7 separate regions of the Mus musculus genome follow, and all the other regions are linked to region 5. A link is a contact called in public Hi-C, HiChIP or PLAC-seq and promoter capture Hi-C data. All regions are on one chromosome and are shown on one strand. Each heading gives the region's core, a stretch centred on a gene start, on an enhancer-like site or on the middle of the called end of the contact. The rest is flanking DNA. Distances are from core to core; before and after follow the strand shown.

Evidence for each region. Hi-C and Micro-C count contacts between places; a contact is called where the count stands out from the background. HiChIP or PLAC-seq counts read pairs in DNA pulled down with a chosen protein or histone mark. Capture Hi-C pulls out chosen DNA fragments and counts their contacts.
Region 1: an H3K27ac HiChIP or PLAC-seq map of embryonic stem cells shows a contact between it and region 5, with 9 times the contacts expected there. The contact joins the promoter of Nr2c2 here to the promoter of Wnt7a in region 5. A contact is called at or near these places in 1 of 39 promoter capture datasets (liver), 2 of 484 Hi-C or Micro-C datasets (both in embryonic stem cells) and 1 of 115 datasets of contacts at active chromatin or transcription factors (embryonic stem cells).
Region 2: a Hi-C map of cerebral cortex shows a contact between it and region 5, with 3 times the contacts expected there. The contact joins the enhancer-like site here to the promoter of Wnt7a in region 5. A contact is called at or near these places in 2 of 39 promoter capture datasets (embryonic stem cells and hippocampal neurons), 1 of 484 Hi-C or Micro-C datasets (cerebral cortex) and 1 of 115 datasets of contacts at active chromatin or transcription factors (embryonic forebrain).
Region 3: an H3K4me3 HiChIP or PLAC-seq map of stem cell-derived neural progenitor cells shows a contact between it and region 5, with 14 read pairs. The contact joins the enhancer-like site here to the promoter of Wnt7a in region 5. A contact is called at or near these places in 2 of 39 promoter capture datasets (the C10 cell line and hippocampal neurons), 1 of 484 Hi-C or Micro-C datasets (embryonic stem cells) and 3 of 115 datasets of contacts at active chromatin or transcription factors (embryonic forebrain, pancreatic cancer cells and stem cell-derived neural progenitor cells).
Region 4: an H3K4me3 HiChIP or PLAC-seq map of forebrain shows a contact between it and region 5, with 3 times the contacts expected there. The contact joins the enhancer-like site here to the promoter of Wnt7a in region 5. A contact is called at or near these places in 4 of 39 promoter capture datasets (the 3T3-L1 cell line, hippocampal neurons and liver), 2 of 15 datasets of contacts at CTCF or cohesin (the NIH/3T3 cell line and large pre-B cells), 1 of 484 Hi-C or Micro-C datasets (myocytes), 7 of 115 datasets of contacts at active chromatin or transcription factors (embryonic basal ganglia, embryonic forebrain, embryonic hindbrain and 4 more) and 1 of 9 other capture datasets (embryonic stem cells).
Region 6: an H3K4me3 HiChIP or PLAC-seq map of forebrain shows a contact between it and region 5, with 6 times the contacts expected there. The contact joins the promoter of Iqsec1 here to the promoter of Wnt7a in region 5. A contact is called at or near these places in 14 of 39 promoter capture datasets (the 3T3-L1 cell line, 3T3-L1-derived adipocytes, the C10 cell line and 9 more), 35 of 484 Hi-C or Micro-C datasets (the 3T3-L1 cell line, 3T3-L1-derived adipocytes, the N1E-115 cell line and 22 more), 10 of 115 datasets of contacts at active chromatin or transcription factors (SST interneurons, astrocytes, craniofacial prominence and 7 more) and 1 of 9 other capture datasets (embryonic stem cells).
Region 7: a promoter capture Hi-C map of liver shows a contact between it and region 5, with 2.5 times the contacts expected there. The contact joins the promoter of Klf15 here to the promoter of Wnt7a in region 5. A contact is called at or near these places in 2 of 39 promoter capture datasets (hippocampal neurons and pre-B cells), 1 of 484 Hi-C or Micro-C datasets (cortical neurons) and 1 of 9 other capture datasets (liver).

The regions. Positions count from the first base shown.
Region 1 is chr6:92,091,044-92,094,269 of GRCm38.p6, reverse strand. Nr2c2 (nuclear receptor subfamily 2, group C, member 2) reads right to left here and starts at 1,837. Exons shown (of 15, transcript NM_001347342.1): 1 at 1,456-1,837.
Region 2 is chr6:90,687,842-90,691,386 of GRCm38.p6, reverse strand. Iqsec1 (IQ motif and Sec7 domain 1) reads left to right here. Exons shown (of 14, transcript NM_001134384.1): 3 at 561-1,807. Among named protein-coding and RNA genes, the nearest start is that of Slc41a3, 85 kb to the right of the region's middle. Within about 2 kb of position 1,751, at least 35 of the 459 cell types and tissues checked have an H3K27ac peak or open chromatin away from gene starts, as enhancers often do. A contact at or near this core is called in cerebral cortex, where this site is marked.
Region 3 is chr6:90,709,794-90,713,269 of GRCm38.p6, reverse strand. All of the region lies in intron 1 of Iqsec1 (IQ motif and Sec7 domain 1), which reads left to right. Among named protein-coding and RNA genes, the nearest start is that of Iqsec1, 99 kb to the left of the region's middle. Within about 2 kb of position 1,594, at least 50 of the 459 cell types and tissues checked have an H3K27ac peak or open chromatin away from gene starts, as enhancers often do. A contact at or near this core is called in stem cell-derived neural progenitor cells, where this site is marked.
Region 4 is chr6:90,846,880-90,850,260 of GRCm38.p6, reverse strand. It overlaps a transcript of Iqsec1 not described here. Among named protein-coding and RNA genes, the nearest start is that of Iqsec1, 38 kb to the right of the region's middle. Within about 2 kb of position 1,975, at least 16 of the 459 cell types and tissues checked have an H3K27ac peak or open chromatin away from gene starts, as enhancers often do. A contact at or near this core is called in forebrain, where this site is marked.
Region 5 is chr6:91,409,937-91,413,360 of GRCm38.p6, reverse strand. Wnt7a (wingless-type MMTV integration site family, member 7A) reads left to right here and starts at 2,008. Exons shown (of 4, transcript NM_009527.4): 1 at 2,008-2,322. The coding sequence starts at 2,252. Gm30437 (a long non-coding RNA gene) reads right to left here and starts at 2,033. Exons shown (of 2, transcript XR_377869.4): 1 at 1,350-2,033; 2 at 645-1,255.
Region 6 is chr6:90,808,128-90,811,489 of GRCm38.p6, reverse strand. It overlaps Iqsec1 (IQ motif and Sec7 domain 1), which reads left to right and starts at 1,367. Exons shown (of 14, transcript NM_001134384.1): 1 at 1,367-1,722. The coding sequence starts at 1,700.
Region 7 is chr6:90,460,562-90,464,086 of GRCm38.p6, reverse strand. It overlaps Klf15 (Kruppel-like factor 15), which reads right to left and starts at 1,511. Exons shown (of 3, transcript NM_023184.4): 1 at 1,362-1,511.

The sequences.
Region 1 (3,226 bases), core at 588-3,087, 680 kb before region 5:
CTCATTATGTAGCCCTGGCTGGCCTAGAACTCTTGTGTGTGATAAAGTCTTGTGCCAACCACCATACTTGGATGGTCTCTTAAAAGTTTGATTGACTACAGACTGACAAGGATTTCGATACAAAATAACTGGAGAAAACTGCAGCTTCAGATTGATAGCTGTGTCTCCAATTAGAACGCCCTTTTGTGGTTGAACAGCCTTGAACCTGTGATTAGGCTATTCTTGCTGTTATCAGAAACTAAAGGTATCAGGGCACTTTCTCACCCATGTGCCTGAAAGAAGGGTCTGCATCCTTAAAAGATCTGATATCATTACAATATCAACTGTATTGTGATTTTAAAATTTCCAGCTTTTGGAAAGAGAAAACCCAAAAGGAAGAGCCATCATGCTTTGGGAGTGGGAAAGGGGGTTGTCACTTTATTTCATGAAGATTCTATCACCTCATAAATATTCAGGAAAACTTTAAAATCCACAGTGTAGAACTCACTGGGCTGCAAGTCACTTTGGGACAGCTTATTCCAATCTCTTTTTGGAAATGTTTGCTTGGCTTAACTTACACTGTCTCTTGAGATATCCAAAGAAAGAATTAAAACTGAGACTGCTCATATTATTAAAAAGGTATTGTTTGATTTCAAATATTTTATTTTGGATACCGGATCTTATAGCCCAGGCTGGCCTAAAACTCTATGTAGCCAAGAATGACACTGAAACTTCTGATCTGCCTCCACCGCCCCAGTAACTGGGATTACAGATATGCAGCACTACATAAGTTTATGCAGTGCTAAGGATGAAACTTGATTTCCTACATGCTAGCCAGCCCTTCCTACTATGTTATATGCACAAATATTTTAGTCATCAGACTTTCCAATGGAAGCTAACATTATATTTTGTAAAGTTTGTTTTCCACTTTGATAAATGAGATTTTCAGTAGCTTCATAGCATCAATCAATTTTATCTCTGGGAAAGATAAATATGTTAAAAGAATGCCTACTGAAGTCCAATTCAAATTCCCTGCTTAGTATAATGGACATTTTATTGCTGGGCATGCTATCCCAACTGTCAAGTTCGGGTAAAAATGCACCAATTAAATATGCAGCACTTAGCTATCAATAGTATCAGCAACAATTTACTCAACAAAAAGTGTGGGAAAATCTTCCCTTCCCATCTTCAAGCTTGCTATCCAGAACCCAGCTCTTTTCCTGAAATCTATTCAAACATTCAGTGAAGCCTGACTTCCTCACCATCCAATTAAATTAATGCCCTCACGATTCCTTCAGCACATCATCCAGTTTCTTCCATTCTCTGACCATTCTCTGAGCCTTTGTATCCCCTCGGCATCCAAAATTCTGGGGGGAGAATGGCTCCTTGCCCAGGTCAGTTGAATCTCTGGAAGTAGTGTCCTAGTGTCTAAAGCTACGCACAACTGTGTTTAATGAAAGTAGGAAAGAGAATCACCTCACAAGTTTTCCACTCCAGTTGGTTCCTTATATATTTCCACATCACCATTTTGGGACTAGGGATGTTACTCAATGGCAGGGCCGTCCCCAGCACCACAATAAGACGAAAAAACTAACACCACCATTTGCAAATTACTTTTGAGGCTGGCAGAGTAGCTTGGACTCCATTTTCAGAGAACAGTCCCTCAAACAATGCTGAGGAGAGAGGCGAGGCTTGGCAAGAACGTCTGGTGTCCCAATTTCATGGACTGAAATTGAGCCCGCCAGAGGGGCTCCGTCCAGAGTCGTGAGGAAAGCGCGAACCCCGGAGAGCCTCCAAGTGCCGACGAACTCTTCCCTTCTGGCCGCGCCATGGGTTCAAAAAGCATCACCAGCTTCCCAGCCCGAGACCCACCAAGTTCCTCAGAGGCTGGCCCGCCCGGCCTCACACCCCGCACTAGCGGCCCCCGGGACCTCCCTCTCCCACCTGGACCAACCAGCACAGCCCCGGGGGCGGTGCCGCAGGCCGTGGCCCTCCTATAAGGGGGAACGATTGGCCAGCCCGGCCGTCACTCAGGAGGTCGTGCCCTGCCCACGCCTCCCTCCCTCCCCTTCCACCCTCCTAGTCCGGAAAAACGGCGGTTGGGCCAGGGTGGCAGCCAACGGCAGGCGGGGAGTGCTGGGGTGAGGAGCGGGGAACACAGGAAGAAGCGGGCAGGCCGGGCGCGCGCCGAGGGGAGCCTGGCCGGCGCCGCGGGGACAAGATGGCGGCGCTGGCGGAGGGCCAGGCGTGAGGCGGGGCCGCGGACAGTCCCCCTCTCCGCCCCCGCGGCGCGCGGCCGGCCCGGTCAGGACAGCGGCTCGCCGGGCTCGGCCGCGGGAGGGGAGGGGAGTGGAAGAGAGGGGAGGGAAGGGTGCGGCCCGGCCCACTATGCAAAGCGCCCGCTGCTGCCGCCGCCACCGCCCCGTGGCAAAGGTAAAAGGCCGCGTTCAGCCTCCGCGGCCTCCATGGCGGCGCAGGCCTGCCCTCCTCCGCCGTGCCGCGCTGCGCCGCGCCGCGCCGCGGCTTGGCCCGGCGGGCTTGCTCTTACCTCAGGGTCGGGCGCCACCACAACCGCGGAGCAGATCCCGTGTCTGCGGCCGGCGCCCCCGGCTAGGAGGGCAGGGCGCGGGCCGGGCAGGCGCCGGAGGGCAGGAGCCCGGGGGCTCGGGCGGCCGGGACGCCGCGGCGGGCCGGTGCGGAGCGGGGCGGCGGGCTGGGCCCTGGCACCGCCGGGGTCGCGGAGGGACCGCGCTTTGTTATTGTTTTTGTCAGTGAAAGGTCAGAGTTCGTGACCCCGGTGCCGCTGCCGCCGCCGCCCGCGCGCTGGGAGGAGGAGGGCGAATGTTCCTCTTCCTCTTCCCGGCGCCAGCCTCACCGCGGCGGCGGGGGGCGGGCGAGCACGCGATTGGCTGAGCGCGCGCGCGCACCGGAACGCCGCCGCTGCCGCTGCGGCCGCCGCCGGAGCTGAGGCCCGCAGGCCTGGGCCGGGCAGGTGCGGCCGATCCCGTAGGCACCGCTTGCAGGCTGGAGAAGCGGGCCCTTGCCTGGCGCCGCGCCGAGATGTTGCAAGCGAGCGGTGTCCTGGGAGTGCACTGAGCTCCCGGTACCTTCCTTGGGATGGATGGTAGCTTTCTGTTTTAAAGCTCCGAGGATGTGCATGCCTCTGGCCGGACCAGGCAAGTGTGCAGATGCCCCAGGCCCATTTTTAAAACAGGTGCTTAGCCTTGGAGCCCAGACTTGTGCAGTC
Region 2 (3,545 bases), core at 502-3,001, 720 kb after region 5:
CATCTATGTAGCAAGGATAGAGACCTCACAACTACAACCTAGGAATGGGGCTGAGGTCTTTAGCCAGATGCCCATGGCCTGTGCCAAGCACTTGGCTCATCACTGTGAACTTACCAAAGCACTAGAAAGGGTCCTACTGCTGCCCTGCATCACAGATAAGGAAATGGGGAGCTTCATGGTTCCAAGACTCATCCAGAGCTGATGGGAGACAGAGCCAGGGTCAAGCCAAGACCCTGGCAAGGTTCTAACTGCTCATACTTCAGGCTCTACAGGTGACATCTGTAGATGCATCTTGACCTCCAGGGCCCACAGCTTCTATGACCAGAAGTGTTGGGATGTTCAGCATCTGTGCACCGCCACCTTTACCCAATCTTGTCTTATCCTGGCACTTATCCCATTTGACACTGAAAATCCTCAGCAGCCCCAAGCTGCTGTTTTAAACCACTTGGGAATATGGTAAGAACATCCCAGGTTATATCCCTATGGAGCATAGAAGAGCATAGCTGTCTATCTTTGTGTCATCACACAGGGCTCACATTCTCCTCTTCTTACCTCACTAGGTGGAAATGCTAGAACGCAAGTATGGGGGACGCCTCGTGACCCGCCATGCAGCCCGCACCATCCAGACGGCGTTCCGCCAATACCAGATGAACAAGAACTTTGAGCGCCTGCGCAGCTCCATGTCGGAGAACCGCATGTCACGTCGCATTGTGCTGTCCAACATGAGGATGCAGTTCTCCTTTGAGGGCCCCGAGAAGGTGCACAGCTCCTACTTTGAGGGAAAGCAGGTCTCTGTGACTAATGATGGCTCCCAGCTGGGGGCCCTGGTGCCATCAGAATGTGGAGACCTTAGTGACCCAGCCCTCAAGTCTCCAGCCCCCTCCAGTGACTTTGCAGATGCCATCACGGAACTGGAGGATGCCTTCTCCAGGCAGGTGAAATCCCTGGCTGAATCCATCGATGATGCCCTCAATTGCCGCAGCCTACACAGTGAGGAGGTACCAGCCTCAGACACGGCCCGGGCTCGGGACACTGAGCCCAAACCAGGTCTACATGGCATGGACCACCGCAAACTGGATGAGATGACAGCCTCGTATAGTGATGTGACCCTCTACATTGATGAGGAAGAGCTGTCACCACCGCTTCCACTCTCACAGGCTGGCGATCGGCCCTCCAGCACAGAGTCGGACCTGCGGCTGAGGTCTGGGGGTGCAGCCCAGGACTACTGGGCCTTGGCCCACAAAGAGGACAAGGCTGACACGGACACAAGCTGCCGAAGCACACCATCACTGGAGCGGCCAGAGCCACGGCTGCGGGTGGAGCACCTGCCCCTGCTTACCATTGAGCCACCCAGTGATAGCTCCGTGGAACTCAGTGACCGCTCAGATCGCAGCTCACTCAAGAGGCAGAGTGCCTATGAGCGCAGCCTCGGTGGGCAGCAGGGCAGCCCCAAGCATGGCCCCCACGGTGGCCCCCCCAAAGGCCTCCCCAGGGAGGAACCTGAATTGCGGCCTCGGCCCCCCAGACCTCTTGAGAGTCACCTAGCCATCAATGGTTCAGCCAACCGGCAGAGCAAATCTGAGTCTGACTACTCAGATGGGGACAATGACAGCATCAACAGCACCTCCAACTCCAATGACACCATAAACTGCAGCTCTGAGTCCTCATCACGGGACAGCCTGCGGGAACAGACACTCAGCAAGCAGACATACCACAAGGAGACCCGCAACAGCTGGGACTCTCCAGCTTTCAGCAACGATGTCATCCGTAAGAGGCATTACCGAATTGGCCTAAATCTCTTCAACAAGTGAGTTCCCCCGCTTCATGCATGGAGGAAGGACCCACATGGGCTTTCACAATCATACCCCTGGGCCCAGGCAGGACTGGCAAGAGATGAATCCATCTTCCCTCCTACTGTGAGCCTCTACCCACACCCTTACCAAGGATGAAATTTAAGGCAGCCTTTATAAGGCTAAGGCAGTATGTTGCACCATGTTTATGGTTAGAGCAGCTTTAAATCCTAGGAGACCCAGTTCCTTCCAGGGGCCACTTATGGAGGTGGCAGATGTTCATGAACTAGACAGCAGAACAGGGACTTTTCTGTGGTAAATCCCTATCCATCATGTCCACACATGTGTCCCCATAGCTGGCTCAGCCTCAAATGCTGAGCCTCAAATGTTCAGGGCTGATGTAAAGCACAAAGGTCTTAGAACAAGCCGGTAGCAAGTCTGTGTGGGGGCCTGGGGAAAAGGCAAGGTAGGGGAGCTGTGGGCTGGGTCCTTTGCATGGCTGCTTTGGAGGGGCTCAGGGAAGGTGCAGCCGGCAGCCCTGAGAGCCACGCTGTGGTAAGAGATGGATATTTAAAGCAAGCTATTCTTAGCAGGGTCAAAAATAGCATGGGAAGTGGGGAGGGCTGAGCACACCCTCTGAGGGGACCTTGGCAGCTCTTGTTTAACCTGAGATTTTACATTATTTCCTTCCCTCGGGCCTCTGGGATTTGGGGTCATCAGAAGCCAGCCTGGTCTCCCTGGGGCTTGTGAACCTGGAAAGCATGTGACTAGCCTGCCTTCTGGTTACAAGCATATAGCCTAGTAGTTTCCCAGAAAGGCCACAGGAGGGTAGTGGGGCACAGTGGGGGCCAGCCACATCTGAGCCACACCTTGCTGTTTCCTGCAGCTCCTCCAAAACTAGGATGGCATGATTCTGAGCATCCCTAGCAGTACAGATGGAGTGGGTAAGAGGGGCCTGGTAAGAGGGATATAGTATGTAGCCCTCATTGAGGCCTTTAGGAGCTGAGTCTAAGACTCCTCACATTTACCAAGAGAGGGTTCCTGTAACCTCTTCCCTTACCTGTGGCCTGCTACATATAGGAGCCAACTCACCACTGTGCAAGCTACAGCCAGAACCCACAGGTCACTGACAACTGTGTCCTGCTTAGTCCATCTGTCCTACATTGGCTTTGCTATTCCTATACACTGCCCTGCTCCAGGACTGCCTCTCAGCCCTGGGTAATGGGGGTTAAGCAGAGTGGATGGGTGGAGGCCAGCAATACAGTACAGGAGGCAAAAGAAACAATCTCCTTGGCCAACCAGCTATGGCCTTTGTAGATTCTTTCTCAATCTATCATTACTTAATTACATGTGAAACACAAATATATCCTTCCTGACAACGAAAGCCTTACAGTTAAGGATGCATCATCTTTGACTGTGGGAGCTCTTGCGCAAGCGTGTTACGTGTGTGTATGCACGTATGTGAGAGATCCTACTTGTCTTCTTTCATTCTTCACCTTATGTTTTGAGATAGGGTCTCTAACTAACCCTTGAAATCAGTGATTCAGCTAGGTTGGCTGGCTAGTAAGCCGTAGGGTTAGGGTTAGGGTTAGTCCTCTTGTTTCTGCCTCCCCAAGACTGGGATGGTCGGCTTTTTGCATGGATGCTGAGCATCAAACTCAGGTCCCTGTAATTATGTAGCAAGCTCTTTGATGACTGAACTGTCTCCCCAAGCCTATCCAGGTCTTTTTGTCTGTGGGCCTATTTTGTGTTTTT
Region 3 (3,476 bases), core at 345-2,844, 700 kb after region 5:
AGCTCTAGTGGGCTGGGACTATGCCATGGCTGGAGGCCTGGGAGAGGTGTGTTTGTCTGGGGAAAGGAGGCTCAAGGCTGTTGAGTGAGATTTACCCTGAGTCCTCAAAAGCAGATCCTAATGACTTTAAAGGCCATTAAGGCTCTTCAAGAATTAATTGCTGTGGCCTTAGAGGATCTGGCTGATCCACTGCGGGAGCTGCTGCAGAGAGAAAATTGATGGCAATTATGGGGAAAATATGGCATGGTGCCAGCTGGGCCAGTCCCAACTCTGGCTTTGATAGCGGTACCTTTATTGAGTGATCCACAGCACCTGGCCCTGTTATCAGATTGACCACTGCATCCAGGAATACAGGTGTGAACAGGGATGGCATGCTCTCCCAACCTGGAAGAGGTTGACCCAAGATGGACTTAGCCACAGGCTTGCCTGTTTGTGTTCTTTCATTCCCATGACATTAACTGAGGAACCATGGTTACTCAGTATGTCACTTTAGCCCTTTTGGTTGAGCAGTATTGGGTATGTTGCCTCCCCTCCCTGAGCCTTGATTGTCCCACCCATGAAATGAGACTACAACTGTGAGTGGGGGTGGGGTGGGGTGAGCCGCTCCGCCCACAGAAGCCCAGTGAGTGGTTTCGACAGTCACTGTCCAGCTTTTCCCTTCCACAGCAAGACTGCTGGATTAAAATGGTCCCTACCATCTTCTCTTCTTCTAAGTTGAAGGCTGGTTTGGGGACCCTGCATGGGAACACTCTCTGAGGCCACTTGCTTAGAGTTTGTCTGTGCCATTTGAACGTGGCCACAGCTTCTCTGCTCATCATGGAAGTGGCTTCCTTCACATTTTATAATCTTGGTGCAAGGTCTCTCGACACAGTGACAGCTCAGTTTGAACTGAAGGCACTCTGTAGAGCTTTCATGGGCCTCTGCGGACAAAGCCTCACTGGATTTCCTTTTCCTTTCTGTTCAAAGGTCAGCCCAGTAATAGCCACATAGCTGTGCATAGCAGCAGTGGTGGTGATGGTGGTGTGTGTGTGTGTGTGTGTGTGTGTGTGTGTTGTTTTCAATTAGGAGTACAGGCTTCTATCCCTTATTTCAGATATAAGGAGGAAGCCATACAGAATCGCCAGCCAGGGAGGGCTGAGCTGGGATTTGCACCCTGACTGCCTGGCTTCAGGGCCTGTGTGCTCCACAGCCAGAATCTATTTCCTCTGGGGTAACTCATGTCTGGCAAAATGGCACTAGTGTAAATAGATCTGGTATCGCCTGGTTTCTAGATTTCCAAAATCTTCCCAAGTGCCCCAGCCTGTACTCTGGTCAGTGACAGTGTGTCGGGCTCTCCTGGAGTCTCTTTCCCCCCACAGACCACAAGAATCACTTCTCTGGAGTCTACTAGGGGTATGTGGGTAGCACTTTGTTCTTTAAAAAACAAAAACAAAACTTTAATCTTGTATGCAGCCCCAGCTCTAGCTATGTATGGTCGGGGATGCCAGGGACAAAAGCTGACTATCCCGATTGACTGAGGGACCGATGCCGGCTTCCACATGGCGAGGAAAGCCGTGGCTTCTGACATGAAAGGACAGATGGCTGTGGGCGGTGAACTTAATCCCCGGGAGGGGAGGAGGATGGTTAATAAACTGGAATATTTGGAAGAGGCCCCAGCTGGGAGCAGCCTCTCGTGCACACAAACAGAAAGGGTTTCCCCAAATTGCCTGCTGCCCAGGCTGGGTTGGATTCTGTCCGCAACCTGAATCCATTCTTCCAGGGACCCTCTTTAAAAGAAGTACCTGGTACTTCTGTTTCTCTTTTGACTGGAAGCTGGGTGGTGTGGGCACTCAGATACAGGCAGAACATGTGGACCAGAGCTCATGGTCCCACTAAGCCTTTACAAGGCAGTGCTTATAATGGTCATTTATTCTAATGGGTTTTGTTATTGTTGTTTGTGTGTTTATTAATAGGCTTTGAAGGGCCACCTCTCCCTCAAGAGGAGGCCACCTAGAAAGGCCTAGCCCTCCCTGGCTGTTGATTTCCCCCTTTGGCTTTCTGTTTCCGTTTCTGTGAAGATCCTTGTGGTCACCTGTAGATGAGGATGCTCAGCCTATTGGTTGGGAGCAGACTTGTTATATTATTAGACCACCCACCTGTGCCCTATAGCCTCAGCTATGCTCTCTGGTGTCTCTGTGACTTAATCACATCTTGTACCTCAGTTTCCCCATTTATAAAATGTAGACGATGGCAGGTGGCTGTGGGGTAGCCTTGAGGACAGAAGACACCAGTTCACATGCCAGTGTGTAGAGGTGCACAGAAACTAGTGCTGACAGGTGGTGGCACTGACATCCAGGCTGGTGTGGCTCCCCAATACTAGGACAGGACCGTGTTGCTTATTCAGGGACAATGTCTTGCTGGACAGGAGTAGTTAATTTCACTTCCTCGCCACAGAGAAAACTAGTTTTAAAAGAGAGAGGGATGCAGACATCGCAGTGACGGGGCCAAGAACTGTTGAGCATTTGACAGGGTTGAGCGAGAATAGGTCAGACCAGAAGGAAGTGATGATGGTCCACAGGCTCTTGTGCTTATAGTGCTGTTAATAGCTGCTAAAAAGCACACAGAGATGAGAGGAATTGCCTTGCCTATGGATTGGAAGGTGTACCCAGCAAGATGACTTGCCATTCATCTAGGGTGGAGAGGGAGGCATGGCCTGCATGCTCTATGAGGCAGAATCCGAAAGCCAGAGATACTGAGCACTGCAGACCTTGAGGTCTAAATCCCAGCCCTGAGGCAGATTTAGTAGATAGAGCTTTGGGGCCTTGGGTTCAGTGGGTGACCTGTGTTGGATGGAGCTTTGGGCCGCACTGGTGATTCTGGTCCTGTCTGTTCTGGCACTTGAGGCCTAGGGCTCAGGGCTTAGCTTCAATCCTAGAGGGGGAGATGAAAGAGGGACTCCCTTAGCCACCCCTAAATCCTAGAGGGGGAGATGTGAGAGGGTCTCCCTTAGCCACCCCTACCACCACCCTAGATTGGAAGTGATGTCAGCAGCTAGGGGGATGGCAACAAGAGCTGGAAGAACCTGGCCAGAGTCCCAGATCTGCCCAGTTTTAGATGTGCTGCTGGGGCAAGTGGTCACCGTGCTGAGCTGCCGCCGCCTTATCTGTCACTGGGGCTGTGCAGGCAGAGGCAACACGGGTATCGCACACAACAGGTGCCCAGTCTGTGACAACAGGAAAGAAGAGGGTGCTGAGTTTAGGCAAACCCCAACTGCTTTTAGTGAGGGTGATGTTAGCTCAGGCTTGTGACTAGGTTGTGTCCGGCAACAGAATAAGAACAACAGAAACTGCACTCCAGAGCCTTTGAATCACACACACACACTCACACTCACACTCACACACTCTCTCTCTCTCTCTCTCTCTCTCTCTCTCTCTCTCACACACACACACACACACACACACACACACACACACACACTGGAACTGCCCGTGAACACT
Region 4 (3,381 bases), core at 726-3,225, 560 kb after region 5:
TCCTTCACTGCCTCCTTATTTCAGAACTCTGCTTACTTACCTTTTGTCTGTCTGTTTGTTTGTTTGTTTACTCTGTGTGTATGCGTGCATGCATGTTTCTCCGGATGCACACTGAAGTCAGAGGATAGCTTGTGCAAGTGGATTCTCCCTTTCTATCTTTATGTAGATTGTGGAAATTGAACTAAGGTCTTTAGGCTTAATAGCAAGTGCCTTTCCTACCTGAACCATCTTGCTGGCCCTGCTTTGGTGAACATAGAATTTTGTTTTAGCTTATCTGCAGTTAGACTTCTTGATTGATTTCTGCTAGGTGAGGTTATATTCCTCACTGAGAAGCCATGCCAGCCTCAACTACACTTCCCCCACACTTGCTTCTCCACATTTTCTGTCTTTACTTTTCACCTTAGTGTGTCTGAAATTTGGTTGAGTATGAAATGAGGCTAGAATATGCCTTAATTTCCCCATGGGGCCACAAAGGTGGCCCAGGAGCACTTGTAGCATGGGCCTTCTTTCTTCAGCTACATATCAGGACATCTCAAAAATCACAGATCCCAAGACCTTTCCCATCTCCCTTTTCCTCTCATTGTGGTTTCTGACTTATGTGAATTCTGTGGTAGGGAATGTGACTTTTCTTAAGCATTTATGTGAGGATAGAGTGGAGGATTGGTGGGTCTGTGCTGATAGCTGATCCAGCTTGATCCATACAGGGAGACTAAGGAAGCACCGAGGGCAGGTCTGAGCCTCAGCTGTATCCACACACTCAGTGCAGAGGCTATACACATTTGGACTGATTCAGTTACTCAGTTGTTTTCTATCTCCCTAACGCCCATGTCTCTGCTCATCATGGAAGCATCTTGGCTTATTTCTCAAAAGATACAGAGTGACTGTAGGGCTTCTTCCTCTGTCTCCTGTGCATGATAGTCTCCTTTTCTCCTTTTCCAGTCTCCTTGATTTCTAGCAAAATGGGGGACCCAGGACAGAATGTTGATACCCTGAAACCTAGAGCAAAGGAAGGTCTGTTCATGCCAGTCCCCAGTGATGAGGCAGAGCTTAGGACTCTATTGACATCCTACTCCTCAGACCATGTCTTAGTCAGGGTTTCTATTCCTGCACAAACATCATGACCAAGAAGCAAATTGGGGAGGAAAGGGTTTATTCAGCTTACACTTCCATACTACTGTTCATCACCAAAGGAAGTCAGGACTGGAACTCAAGCAGGTCAGAAAGCAGGAGCTGATGCAGAGGCCATGGAGGAATGTTCCTTACTGGCTTGTTTCCCCTGGCTTGCTCAGCCTGCTCTCTTAAGAAGCAAGACTACCAGCCCAGAGATGGTCCCACCCACAAGGGGCCTTTCCCCCTGAGGTTTTTCCTCAACTGAAGCTCCTTTCTCTGTGGTAACTCCAGCTGTGTCAAGTTGACCCAAAGCTAGCCAGTACAGACCATCATCTCCCTCAGTCCTGCACTAAGCTCTTCCCTGGTGTGAACAGTATTCCAGGCTGAAGATGCTGTATATACAAAGGTCCCAAGGCAGGGTGGGGTTTTGTAGGTTGTAAGCTATAATACAGCGGAGCAAGAGGGGAAACAGCAGAATGTATATGTGTTGGGTGAAACTAGATGTCAGCATGTGCCACAGGAAGCTCCTGGAGGAATGGTGGAGTCTTTATTCAGGCTCAAGAGTAGCCTTCTATTGGCCTGGGGCTAGGTAAGCCAGACTAGCTCCACAAACCTTCCCTGTTAGCCAGGTCCCAGTACAGCCCAGGTTGGACTGTGACATCCCCCTTGGGCCAGAAATTTAAAGTGTTTGCAGTTTGTAGCTGTCTGTTGTATTTAGAAACTGAAGCATCCCAAAGTCATAAATTACCTTGAACTAGTTTGCCAGCTCCACGTGACTCAGGGCAGCAGTTCTTCTAAGGCAACCACTTATATAACTGGCTGTATGCAGCCCAGTCCTTTCAGCAAAGCCAGGCAGAGATGGGCCTGGCAAGGGCATTGGCTACACAGCACCTGAGGGGCTGACACAGGAAGATGCTGCAAGTTGCCTCAGTCCCTGTCAGCCTCACTGATGTTGCCATGGAAACTTACTCCCTGCAAAGATGTTTTGTGAATTAAATAGGCTGATACTCCTTCTTGTGTGGTATGAAGAGGCAGAATGTGTCTGGTCCAGGGCCTGGATGGCACCCCTTCTGAGGCATCACCCCACATTTATTTGTACCCTCCCAAAGATTAGCAGCTCATTTCTACCCAAGATTCCCAAAGTGACAGGAAGTTGGGACTGCTGACTCAGCTCTAGGGACACTATTGGAATCTGGGCATCTGAGACAGCCTGTGCAGAGTAGAAGGCAGTTCTGGGGGTCCTGACCAACTAGAACCATTTTGGCTCCTTCGGCCTTTCTTCCACTGCCACAGTCCCTCACATCAGCCACTGTGAACAAGGTTAGCATTACTGCTGCACTTCAAGCCCACCAAGACCATGATAATGCTGATATCACATGCCAGTACCAAATCTGGCAAGACGGTTGCAGCTCAGTTTCCTGCCTCTCAACAGAACTCTGCTTGTTGTCTGCTGATACAAAATGTGACTTGTCATTCTTGGGATAGCAGGGGAGGGTAGAAGGAGGTAAGGCAAAACTAGTCTCTGCTTGTAACATAGGGTCAAGTTGGAATCTCCAGAGTTCTTTTTGGTTTCCTGGAAAAACAAAACCCATGTTCAAAGCCAGGTTTTAGATTAAATGGGACCTGAAACCTCCATAAAAGAGCAAAATTATGAAGCAAGTTCTCAAGGCACTAGCAATCACTTAGTTACTTAGGCCCCTGACAGAGAGGGAATAGACACGGTGACCTCTATTTTTCCGTGCATCTACCCTAGAGAGCTGGGGAATGGGAACCAGAGTCTGGTAAGTCTAAGGCTGGAAGAGTCAGTCTAATCTAAGAATGAGGGAGAATCATGCTGAGAGAGAGAGAGAGAGAGAGAGAGAGAGAGAGAGAGAGAGAGAAGAAGAAGAAGAAGAAGAAGAAGAAGAAGAAGAAGAAGAAGAAGAAGAAGAAGAAAGCACACCACTAGAGCCCTAAAGCTGAAGAATCTTTTAGATTTATTGTCACAAAGATATCAGAGTGCCTGGCACTCACAGACAGACAGACAAAGTGCCAACCTGGAAAAATTCTCAGGATTCACAGAACATTAGCGAAAGTATTCTGGAAATTGGCAGGCAATGCTGTGCCTTCAACTAAGCATAGATCAGTTCCAGCTAGGAATCTTGATGACAGGACCGTACAGTTGTGTCTGTTTCCACATACCTTACTGTGGCAAAGCTCAAGATGTAGCCAAATACAGAAATACCCAGACAGGTAAAATGCATGATATCTGTGACCATGAAACTTTCAGGC
Region 5 (3,424 bases), core at 759-3,258:
GGCTGGTGGCATCTGGAGGGCCTTCAGTGACCTGTGTAGCAATCATAATGGATCCCACCAGTCAAGGTCACAATTAGGACTGTGGGCTGCAGTGGCTGTACATATTCCTGGTTTCCTCACAGCACAGCAGTCATTAGGGTGGGTCAGGGCTCCTGTATGCATCCATTCACCTGCACCATTACCTCTTCCCTGTTATTGAGGAAGCCATCACAGGCCCACTCAGAGGCGAGCCAGGAGGACACAGAGAACTTGCAATGGAGAACGTCTGAACATTGTAGTGGCCATGTTCTGAAAGCACCCCCAGGCTTGGGGGGGGTGATATAGCTTAGTTGGGAAAGTACTGGTTTAGCACTAGAAAAGAACTAGGTTCAATCCCTGACATCCTATAAAGCAGGGTGGGAGTGCACAGTCTGTAATCCCAGCACCCCTGAGGTGGAAGCTGGGGGACCAGTGGGTCAAGGCTATCTCCACTTCAGTCAGATTCATGCCAAAACGGCAATAAAAGTTCTCCAGCACAAATGTCCCATCTGTCCCTGAACCCATGTTGAAGTCTCCCTAGTCCAACAGGCTCCCCAGTGTCCAATTCCCTTCCCAGCCCCCATCAGTGTCTCCATGGGACACCCAGAGATACACACACACACAAATGAGTTACCTGCTTTATTCTCCAGGGTCTCCATTGGACTCCAAACTCTTCTAGGAATACAGTCCCCCTCTCTTCCCTCCACATCACTGGCTTTCTTTCTCTTCATCCTTGCTCCTCCTTCACCCACTCCTAGCTTCTACCATAATGGGCCCAAATCCTGTGATCTGCTGCGGACAGCCCAGCCACTTCCTCAGAGCTAAAACAAACATTTTAGTGCACAGAACCCTCTTTCCCATTGCCCGGTCCCCGGTCCTGTGACCTTCTCACCAGCCGGTGCCATCTGAAGCTATGCATGTGCTTACTGGACAGGGCTCCTGTACGTATCCATTTACCATCATCTGCACCTGTCAATGAGGAAGCTATCACAGGCTTGCCCAGAGGCAAGGAAGGCGCGCACAGAGAACTCCTTGCAATGGAGATTGGTTGAACAATGTAGTGGCCATATTCTGAAAGCGCCCCCCCCCCAGGCTGTACCCAGACCAAGGTCTCCCGTGTTCCTTGAATCCACGGTTGTCAGCATGGCTGGCGCCAGTAGCCCGTGGACGCATGCGTGAACAGCGGCTGTACATGAAGGTATGCATGAAGAACTGCAGTCTGGAAGGCTAAGCAGGCCTGGAGTGGAGAGAAGAGTAGGGGTCACTAGAGTTGGGGCTACCTTGTTCCAATCTGGCTATTCACCTGTTAGTGACTTTGAGTTTGACTTCACCTCCTCAGTTTCTCCAACTGAAACTTGGGCTGCGTGTCTCTGATCAGAAAGACAAAAGGCCAGAATGCACCACCTGCCGCACCCAGCAGGTGTCGCCGTGAGAGCGCTCTGAGCTTTCACCTGCGCGTGTTCTCAGGTTCTGCTACTGGTCATTGGGCTCCAGTCCAATTCCAAGTCTCCACCGGTAGCAAGATTCCGGAGGATCCTGTCACGTCTCGCCTTAGGTGCAATCAGCCCCTCGCACAGACGAGGGTGAGGAGAGAATGTGTGGGGTAGTAGTTCTGCAGGAGTCTCCACCCCAGTTCCCTGTTTCTGGCCCGTGTGACAGAGCTCTAACAAGGCGTGAGGGTTCTGAAATGAGCCTATATCCTCTACACCCAGAGGATGGCCCTTGGGCACCTGCTGGTCTCAACCTGCGAGTTAGCGAAGGATGCTAGGCAGGCAGGATTCCACCGCCCTCCACCCCCAACTCCGCTCCACGCCCCCGCCTCCCACCGCCGCGAGCTCGGAGGAGCGCCGCGGGAGCGCGCTCGGGGCAGACATCCTCGACCCGCGGGCGCTTGGGCGCGGGGCGGGCGCTCCGGGAGGCGGGCGGGGGAAGGGCGGAGAGGGAGGGGCGGGGGCGGGAGGCAGCAGCGCCCCGCAGTCCCCGCGCCTCAAACACTTGCCGCGATCGCTGGCGCGCAGCGGCGCCCCTTGTTGCGCTTGTTCTCCCCTCCTCTGGCTCCGCGGCTCCCGCGCTCTGGGACAGTCTCCAGTGCCTAGCGCGGACCGACGCACCGACGGACCGCCCAGGGAGCCTCGGCCCGCGCCCCCTGCGCAGGCTATGTGGATTGCCCCGCCGGGCCCGGCTGGCGGGATCAGCACAGCCCGGCCCGTGGCACCCGCCACCAGCGGGGACTATGACCCGGAAAGCGCGGCGCTGCCTGGGCCACCTCTTTCTCAGCCTGGGCATAGTCTACCTCCGGATCGGGTAAGCACCGCGCGCGTTCTTTCCGCGCGTGCGACGGAGGCAAAGTTGACTGGGCCCGGGAGGGAGGCGCGCTGCCCAACTTAGCTCAGGAGAGGCAGTGGGAGGTGCAGGAACCCTGAGGGCACAAAGGCTCCCCGTGAGCGGACAACCCAGGGGCGCACGCAATTCCACAGACTCGGGCAGGGGATCGGCCATCCCAAGGATCTCAGAGTCAGGGATACCTCCAGAAACAGACAGTTAAGTGTTTCTGGAAGCGAATATCTGCTCTATGGGGTCCCCAGGAACCGCCCCACCCCCCGCCCCTGCGCGCAAGCCACAAGCACAGTAGATCCGGCAGGACCACAGCCACCCCTAGAGAGCTCAATTCCCAGCAGGAATTCTACGCGCGATATTGTGAGCGCAGCCCTTTTGCAGACAGGGCTACTCATGTAGCAAACGTGGGCCCAGGACTGGGGGTGTTCCCTGGCAAAAGCATAAACCACCTTTCAGAGCTCTGGCACCGCCTCATTTCCAGCGGCCCTCAGACCCCCTTCCCAAGCTAGGAGGACAGCACATTTAACAATCAGAACCAAATAGTACGACCAGAGATAGTTAATGGCTAGTCGGAGACACCAAGGAGAGACGCTCTCTAGCCGCCACCCAAAGAAAGCAAGACAGCCGACCCTGGGGTCGCTGGGGTGGGAGCCAAAGAACCCAGGCGTCAGGAGGTGGGGCAGGAGACACTCTAACTGGAAAGTGGAAGCAGGTGGCTTCTTGCGCTGCGTTGCGCGGCCTCTCTTTGTACTTAGGAAGTGACTTGTGTGCAGCACGGTTTTGGGGACGTGGGGGGCTTTAATCATAGACAGAGGTCCTAGCGCCAAAGGGCTACCTTGGGAGGCTTCACACCTGCCTCTCTCTATACACCCCTACTACCTGTGAACCTCCTGTCGCTGCCTTGGGAAGAACTGGACCCAAGGCCAGGGGGCGTGTGTGGCAGACCCTTTGTGTTTCTCCGCCGCCACCCTCAGGGTTCCCACTTCCCCAACCCCACCTCTCTGGAATGGGATTTCAAAACCAAGTGCGCTCTGAGTGGACTAGGCGGCCTCCAGCCCAACCGCGGATC
Region 6 (3,362 bases), core at 118-2,617, 600 kb after region 5:
CAGCCCAGGATGGGGCCTTTAGAGCAGAGTGCACACAGGGTGGACAGTTCTCAATCACAGCTTCAGTTTACTCGTCTGTGATATGAGAGTGGGAAAAGCAGCTCCTCTTTAAGAAGTTTGAAAGCACAAGCACACAGGTGGGGGTGTTAGTACCCACACCCCCCCAGGGTGCCTTTATGAGCAGCTGTGGTTAATGACACACATTTCTGGAAGGACCTCTTCTGATGCTGTGGTGGTATCCTGATCTTGATAAAATACAGAGCAACTCAATCAAGGAGAGAGAGTGGACCAGTTTACCATGTGCTAAGCCTACATAAATCTGAATTATTCCTATGACAGCATTCTTCTGGGGAGGGGGGCTCTCATGGAAAGACTGGCCATTCCTAGAGCCCCCTGTATTTTGGCTACCCAGCTGCTTCAGCAGTTTCTACGCTGCATACAAGGACACTTCGCCAGATGAATGAGTTCCTCCTCATCTGGCCTCTGTCCCTCTTTGCTGTGTAACCTTCCATAAGTTTTTCATTGCCTCTGAGATCCATTTTCTCTGTAATAAAAGAACAGAACTCAAGAGTGAAGCCTCCCTCTTCCCCCAACTTCAGTGGGTCTGAGAAGCTAAAAGAATGGAACAAAGAAAATAGCCTGGCAACTGCCACCCTCATCCAGAGGGTTCACACTCTCACTACCTTCCCTGGAGGCAGCTTTGCAAGTGAAGACTCAGGCCAAAGTGCTGGCTGGGCCACCCTGTGTCTGTTAGTCCTAAATGAATGAGGACCCCCTCCACCTACCCCACCCCCCCACCCTCGTGCCTCCTCAGGATTTGATGTGTGCATAACAAGCTATGTCAGTTACTGTATGTGGTCAGCCCTCCTGAACCAGTTACACAACTGTCATGATCCCATTTTACAGTATCACATCTGAAATTCCCAGGAGACACTCTGCTTGCTGAAGTCTCATGGCCCCTAACTCCAGGACACAAGATCTCCTGAGTTCTTAGTTTAGTGGCTCCTATGTTTCCATGCCAGGGACGGGAAAGCTGCCCTGGAAAGCAATGCCATCATTACATTCTTCGGGCTGCGAGTGCATTTTAGCAACAGATTTCCAGGTTTCCAGTGAGGGCCAGAAGGAGCCACCTCATTGGTCTCAGCGCCAGGGCTCTTGGTTTTGCAGCCGCACCCACAGGGCGGCCCTGTTTGATGCTGCAGTTGCCATGGCAACGAGCACTTTGGCGATTGGTCCAGCGAGGCCGCACTACGTTGCTCCTGGAAGGAGGGGGCGCTCCTGCACTCCTGTCCCTCCTCCGGATGCTGCGAGAGCAAACCGGCACAGACACCCCCCTCCTCCAGCCCTCCCCTCCTCATCCCAGCGCACTGCCACCCCGGATGTGCGGGAGGGAAAATTCCCAAGGAAGTCCCAGGTAGCAGCGAGGCAGACGCCCCCGCCCAACCTGGCGACCATGGTGACTCGACGTCTTCCCAGGCTTCTGGGCACAGTGTAAACCCTGCGTAGGAGGACCTGTTTGGAGCCCCCTGCCACATTACATCCAGCATATCTAGATGAACCTGCCAGTCCTGGGAAAGTGACTGCCCTTGGCTTTCATTTTCTTCCTTTCCACCTCGCTTGAGCATCCTGTTCCTCCTCTGAACCACCTTGAGCCTCCTCAGCCCAGGCAGGAGAGAGAAGGAAATCAGACTTGGGCAGGATGGCTTGCCGAAGACGCTATTTGTGAGTATGCAAGACAAGTTTATCCTAAAGCCTGAGGCAGAAAGGACCACTACTCATGTTGAAGTGAGGGGCTTGGTGGAGGTGGGGTGGCTGCTCTGCAGGTGGCGTCCAGGGGGAGCAAGCTTTCGTCCAATGTTTGTACCCCTGCGGCAAAGGCAGTGTTGTTGATGATGAGGGGGAAAAGAATCTTAGTCAGCAAGTCTTCCTTGAGCTGTGAAAGTCCCCTACTGAAGCAGGCACCCTCCTCCTAATCCACATCCACAAATGAGGGTCCCAGACTCATGGCCGTGGTCTAGGCTTTTGTCAGTGCCCTTGACAGACCTATTTAGGGAAAGCTTTGATACTCAGCAAGCCCATGGCTTGCACCCAAGCCAGGTGGAAGGCCAGCAGCAGGCTGAGATAGTGGCAGGAGATGGCCTTCTCCATAGACAGGTGAAGGTGGCAGCAGTGTCCAGCTGTCAAGCACAGGTGTAATGTGCCGGTACTGAGCACCCGTCTGCTGGGCCTGATGCCAGCAGCGGAGGTGGTGAAAGTCGGGCTTAGGGTGGTGACATCACGGGACTGGGTATTTATGGAAGCAAAGCTGTGCTTAGTGAAGCCAGGCTTCCCAGGGGGCAGTGGGATTCAAATGCCAGCTTCCTTCTAGGCTCTCTGGGGGCTCTGCTGGTGCTGTTCTGGGAAGAGAAACCTTTGCCCTATGTGGGCACTCTAGGCCCTGGGGACTGAATGAGACTTGGGTCTGGTCTCAGTCTGCCCTAGTACTACCTGCTCAGTGCTTGGAAGCTGATAGAGACAGTTTGGTAATCTTGGACCTTTCAAGGTTTAAAAGCAAGGCATGACGTTCTTGAATTGGGATCAGCCACCAGGACTAGGAGAGGAGGCTTGCAACAGTTTTTAGGAGGTCATCTGGGAAATTCAAACTCTCTTCAGACTGGCTTTGAACTCCAAGAGGCCCCCAAGCCCCATCAAGGGCCCTCTGAGCCCTCCTTAGGCCTTGCCTCCTCCCCTCCTGAGAGGGGCGGATCCCATGCTAATGAGCCTGAAGGAAAGTAAACCTTGCCTGTAGCTGCATAATCAGGCTGGGCCCCTGCAGGAGGCTCTGGAAAAGCTTGTGAGTTCTTTGGTGTTTGAGGGGACCACACAGGGTCCTTGCTCTCCGTGGCAAGACCAGAAATAGTAGCGCTCTTCCTAGCATGGAACTTCATCTCACCTTCTCACCTTCGGGGAAGGTACTTTCCTGGCAGCAGCCTCCTTCCTCCTGCCACTCCTTCAATGGCACAGGAGCCTTTAGTGTCAAAAAAAAAAACTGACAACTTGCAGAGGCCACTGCAAGTTGCTGTGGAGGGAAGATGTCATTAGCATGAAATGTGACAGTTCTCACAGAGAGCAGCTGGCCCCTGGGCCTGTTTCCAAAGCTAGGGAACACCTTCTGAAAGATTTTGCCTGGACAGGAATGAAGACAACCCCTGCCCCCATTTTAAAATGGGGAAACGGAGACTGGACAAATCACCTCTGAAAACCTGGTGTGCACTGGCCTAGATGTTGGACTTTTCATGGAAAACATCTTGCCAGGAGCGCTGCTTAGAGTCCTTTATGCTTCCAAGGTTCATTCAACCTGTCGAGGGCCAGAGGCTTACATC
Region 7 (3,525 bases), core at 262-2,761, 950 kb after region 5:
TATTCTTCACGGTCAGGTATCACTGTGAAAACTGTCTTGTATGCTCAAGCCCCACCAGAATACAAGCAGTCTTGACTGTTCACTACAGGGCTAGATCTAGAGTCAAAACCAGACCTAGCCTTTGCTGAATGTTTCCAGAATCCAGGAGTAAATGCAGGAGTGGAGTGGCCCTAACCGGTTATAACACAGGATCTTAAAACAGTGCTGAGCAACCCTGGGGACACTGAAGTACTGAAGGCCCAGGGGATCCAGGACTTCCTGGACCCAGGACTTGAAAGCCCAAGTGCCAGCGATCAAGCCGGTCCCAGAAAAACAGCAGCACGTGGCGTAGCCAGAGGCGCAGGCTGCGTGCAGGGGGAGGGGGCACCCTGTTCTGGGCACGGTCCCCGGCAGGCCGCTGGACTCCGCCCCCTCTCTTAGCCGGCCAGGCCTGCTGTTTATCCTCCCGGGGACACAGCGGCTGTAGGAACAACATGTAATTGATAACAAGCCGAGAGCCGGCCAAGGGCTAGCCATTGGGTCAGCGTGCAAATCACGGGGGTGGCGAATGGGGGCCGGTCTTCAAAATAAGAGTCTTCTCCCTGAGGAGTCCGAAGGCCCCAAAGTTACTGCCATTCTCGCACCTGTAGGGCGGCGGGGACTCCCCATGGTCGGGGGCAATATCTGAAGGACTCAGTCAAACATTTGAGATTTCACCTTCCCATACCGTGGTAGCAAACCTCCCCTGTGCCCTCCAGGGGAGAATGTTTCCAAGAGGGATGACCTGCCCCCTGCGGCTGCTACCCTCAGCGGTCCCTCCGGTAATGTTTGTTCAGAGGGGCCTGAGGACTCTGCGTGGGGATACGGAACATAAGCGCACGCTGCGGGTACGCGCAAATGGGTGTGAGTTTGTGTCGTGTGATTGCGTGTGCTGGGCGCAGTGCAGCCGTGCGGGTGTCCGCCAGGTGCCCGCGCGTGGGTGCCCACCCGTGGGTGTGAAGTACGTGGGAAGGAGGTGGCTCGGACTCTGGCGCACAGCTTCGGAGAGTACCTTACCCTCCGCCCAGTGACCCCCTTCGCGTCCCCTCTTAGGCCACCGCAACAGTGACCGACAGTAACCTCTCCGCCCCTTGGTCTCCAGGCCCCGCCATATGGGAGCGCAGGTCCAGGAGTGCCACGGACGCGCGTGGGCTCCGCGGGCAGAAGCTGCGCACACCGGATTTGCCCTTTGCAGGCCCGGCGCGCTCACGGGGGTCCCCGCATTTCCGGGGTCCCCTCATTTCCCGGGCCTCCGCGCGTGGTTCCTACAGCGCGCGCCAGGGGACGGCCCGTGATCCCCAAGGGAGGACCCACGCGGCCGCGGTACATCGCGCGTCTCCCACCTGGACTCCGCGTCGCCTGGCGCGGCCTCGCGCGTGCGGCCCGGCTCCGTATGCGGCCGCGCGTCCAGCGCTCCTGGCCGCAGCCCGCACTCCCTGCGGCCGAGCTGGGCGCTCGCCGCTCGCCGCTCTCCCCGCTCTCCGGCCGCTCACGTGACGCCGCGGGCGCCGCGAAGGCTCGCAGGAGGCTCGGCCTCGGGCGCGCGCCCCATTGGCTAGCGCCGCGCGTCACGCGCCCCCGCCCCGCCTCGGCCGCACCCTCCCGCTGCCCACGCGCTCTCCGGTCTCTTCGTGGATCTGCACTGGGTCCTCCGATGCGCACGTGAGACGGGTTCTAGAATCCACTGAAAGCCCGCAGAGTCCCGAAGTGCAGACCACGTGGGACCTCGGGAGCGGAATCGTCCCTGCAACCCCCTCCGCATTCCTAACAAGGCCCGATCTAGTAGGGACCGTGTCTAAAGGGACCAATTGTAAAAATACATCTGGTCTTTCCTCCAGCGGTCATGGTTACTCACGGGAATGGACGCTCACTGCGCTACCCTAGACTTCTGCGACTGACAAACTGCGGAGGTTTGCTGACCACCACCAGTGGCGGCACCTCCCCAAAGACTGCAGGGTGCTTCTGATCTGCAGAGGGAGTTCCAGATTGCAGTCCCAAGCCATCATAGACAGCTTTTGCACCGGTTTAATGAGGAAAGTGAAGCCCAAGAAAACACGTGAGCAGAGAGTGCTGGGTACCCTGCTGTGCACTTTAGCCTACACTGCCTGGCTTCAAACCCGGGCGGCGTGAAAAAACCCGCTGAGAGCGAGCGTGGGCCTTCTTAGCCAAGCAGATAGAGGGCCAGGCACAGCCAGGTCTGTCTTGTCTTTCCCCTGCTTCTTAATACCCAGGACATTTGGACAGACCTTCCTTCCTGGCGCTTCCTACCTGACACTGCGAGGTGGCCAGCCTTTCCCCTTGCTTCTCCAAGCCGTCCCTGTTGGGGCCAGGATTTTTAGCCAGATCCCTTAAATAAGGATCTGAGGATTCTCCAGGTGAGTGCCCATGATCCAGCAGTTAAACTGAGTCTTAGCCAGAGCACGGAAGGAGTCTGTGCTTAGCACAAGATGGTCATCAACGTTCTGATTGATCATAGGCCCAGTCTGAGTCTTCCCCAGTATTCTACAGCCAGTGAATAGCTAGCCAGGGCTAGCACGCAGAGCAGGTGGGGTTGGCTAGTCCATAAAGTTGATTGATCCTATCTTGTCAAGGGAGGGCAGGGTCAGGCTGGGCCAGCACACTTCTCCATAGCCCTGCCTACCCTGGGCTCTGCATTCCTCACACTCTGTCTGTCCAATGTCTCCCACCCCCAGGGAGAAGTGCAGTCAAAGATCAGAAGCTTGAAAGCAACAGTGTAGCTGAGCGGCCTCAGTCCACAGGGAAGATGCCCCAGCTGTCTAGAAGCCATGGCCAACCTAGGACATTCTGCCTAAACCTGAGTCACATTAGGCATCCTTGCTTCAGAACCTTCCCAGGGCTCCCAGCTCACTCACAGGAAGTATATATAACCCCATTCTCTCAGCCTTCCTCAGTCTCTTTTGGGTCCCTTTGTTCCATGACCTCTCTTTCTCAGGTTAACCTGCCAGGCGCAAGCTCAGGACCTTTGTACATGCTGTTTGTCTGAGTATGATTCCCTTCCCAACATTCCCATGGCTCCCTCCTTCACTCAAGTGGCATCTTCAAGGGAGCCTGCATTTGCCCCCTGCTCCCTGCTGCATCCCCCACCCCCCATTTTCCTATCCAGTTTAACAGTTCTGGAGACTTACTATTTTCTAATGTATTAGAAGTTTTTATTTTATTCTGTAAACTCTTGTCTCCTACGGAGAATGTAAGTGGCATAGCAGAAATTTCTATGTGTTCCCAGCCCAGGACTAGAATTTGCATCCCCAGCATCATGTAAAGGTCAGGTAGGTCTTGAAGCTGTCTGTAATTTTAGGACACAGAGGGCAGAGGAGGCAGGATTCCTAGAGCAAGCTGCCCGCTGGACCAGCTGAAATCTGTGAGCTCTGGGTTTGGCAAGAGACCCTGCCTTGATGAATTTAGTGGAGAGAGGTGGGAAGAGTCACCAAATCTTAGCTTCAGGCTTCCACATGCATATATCCACATATGATGTGTGCCCACATATAC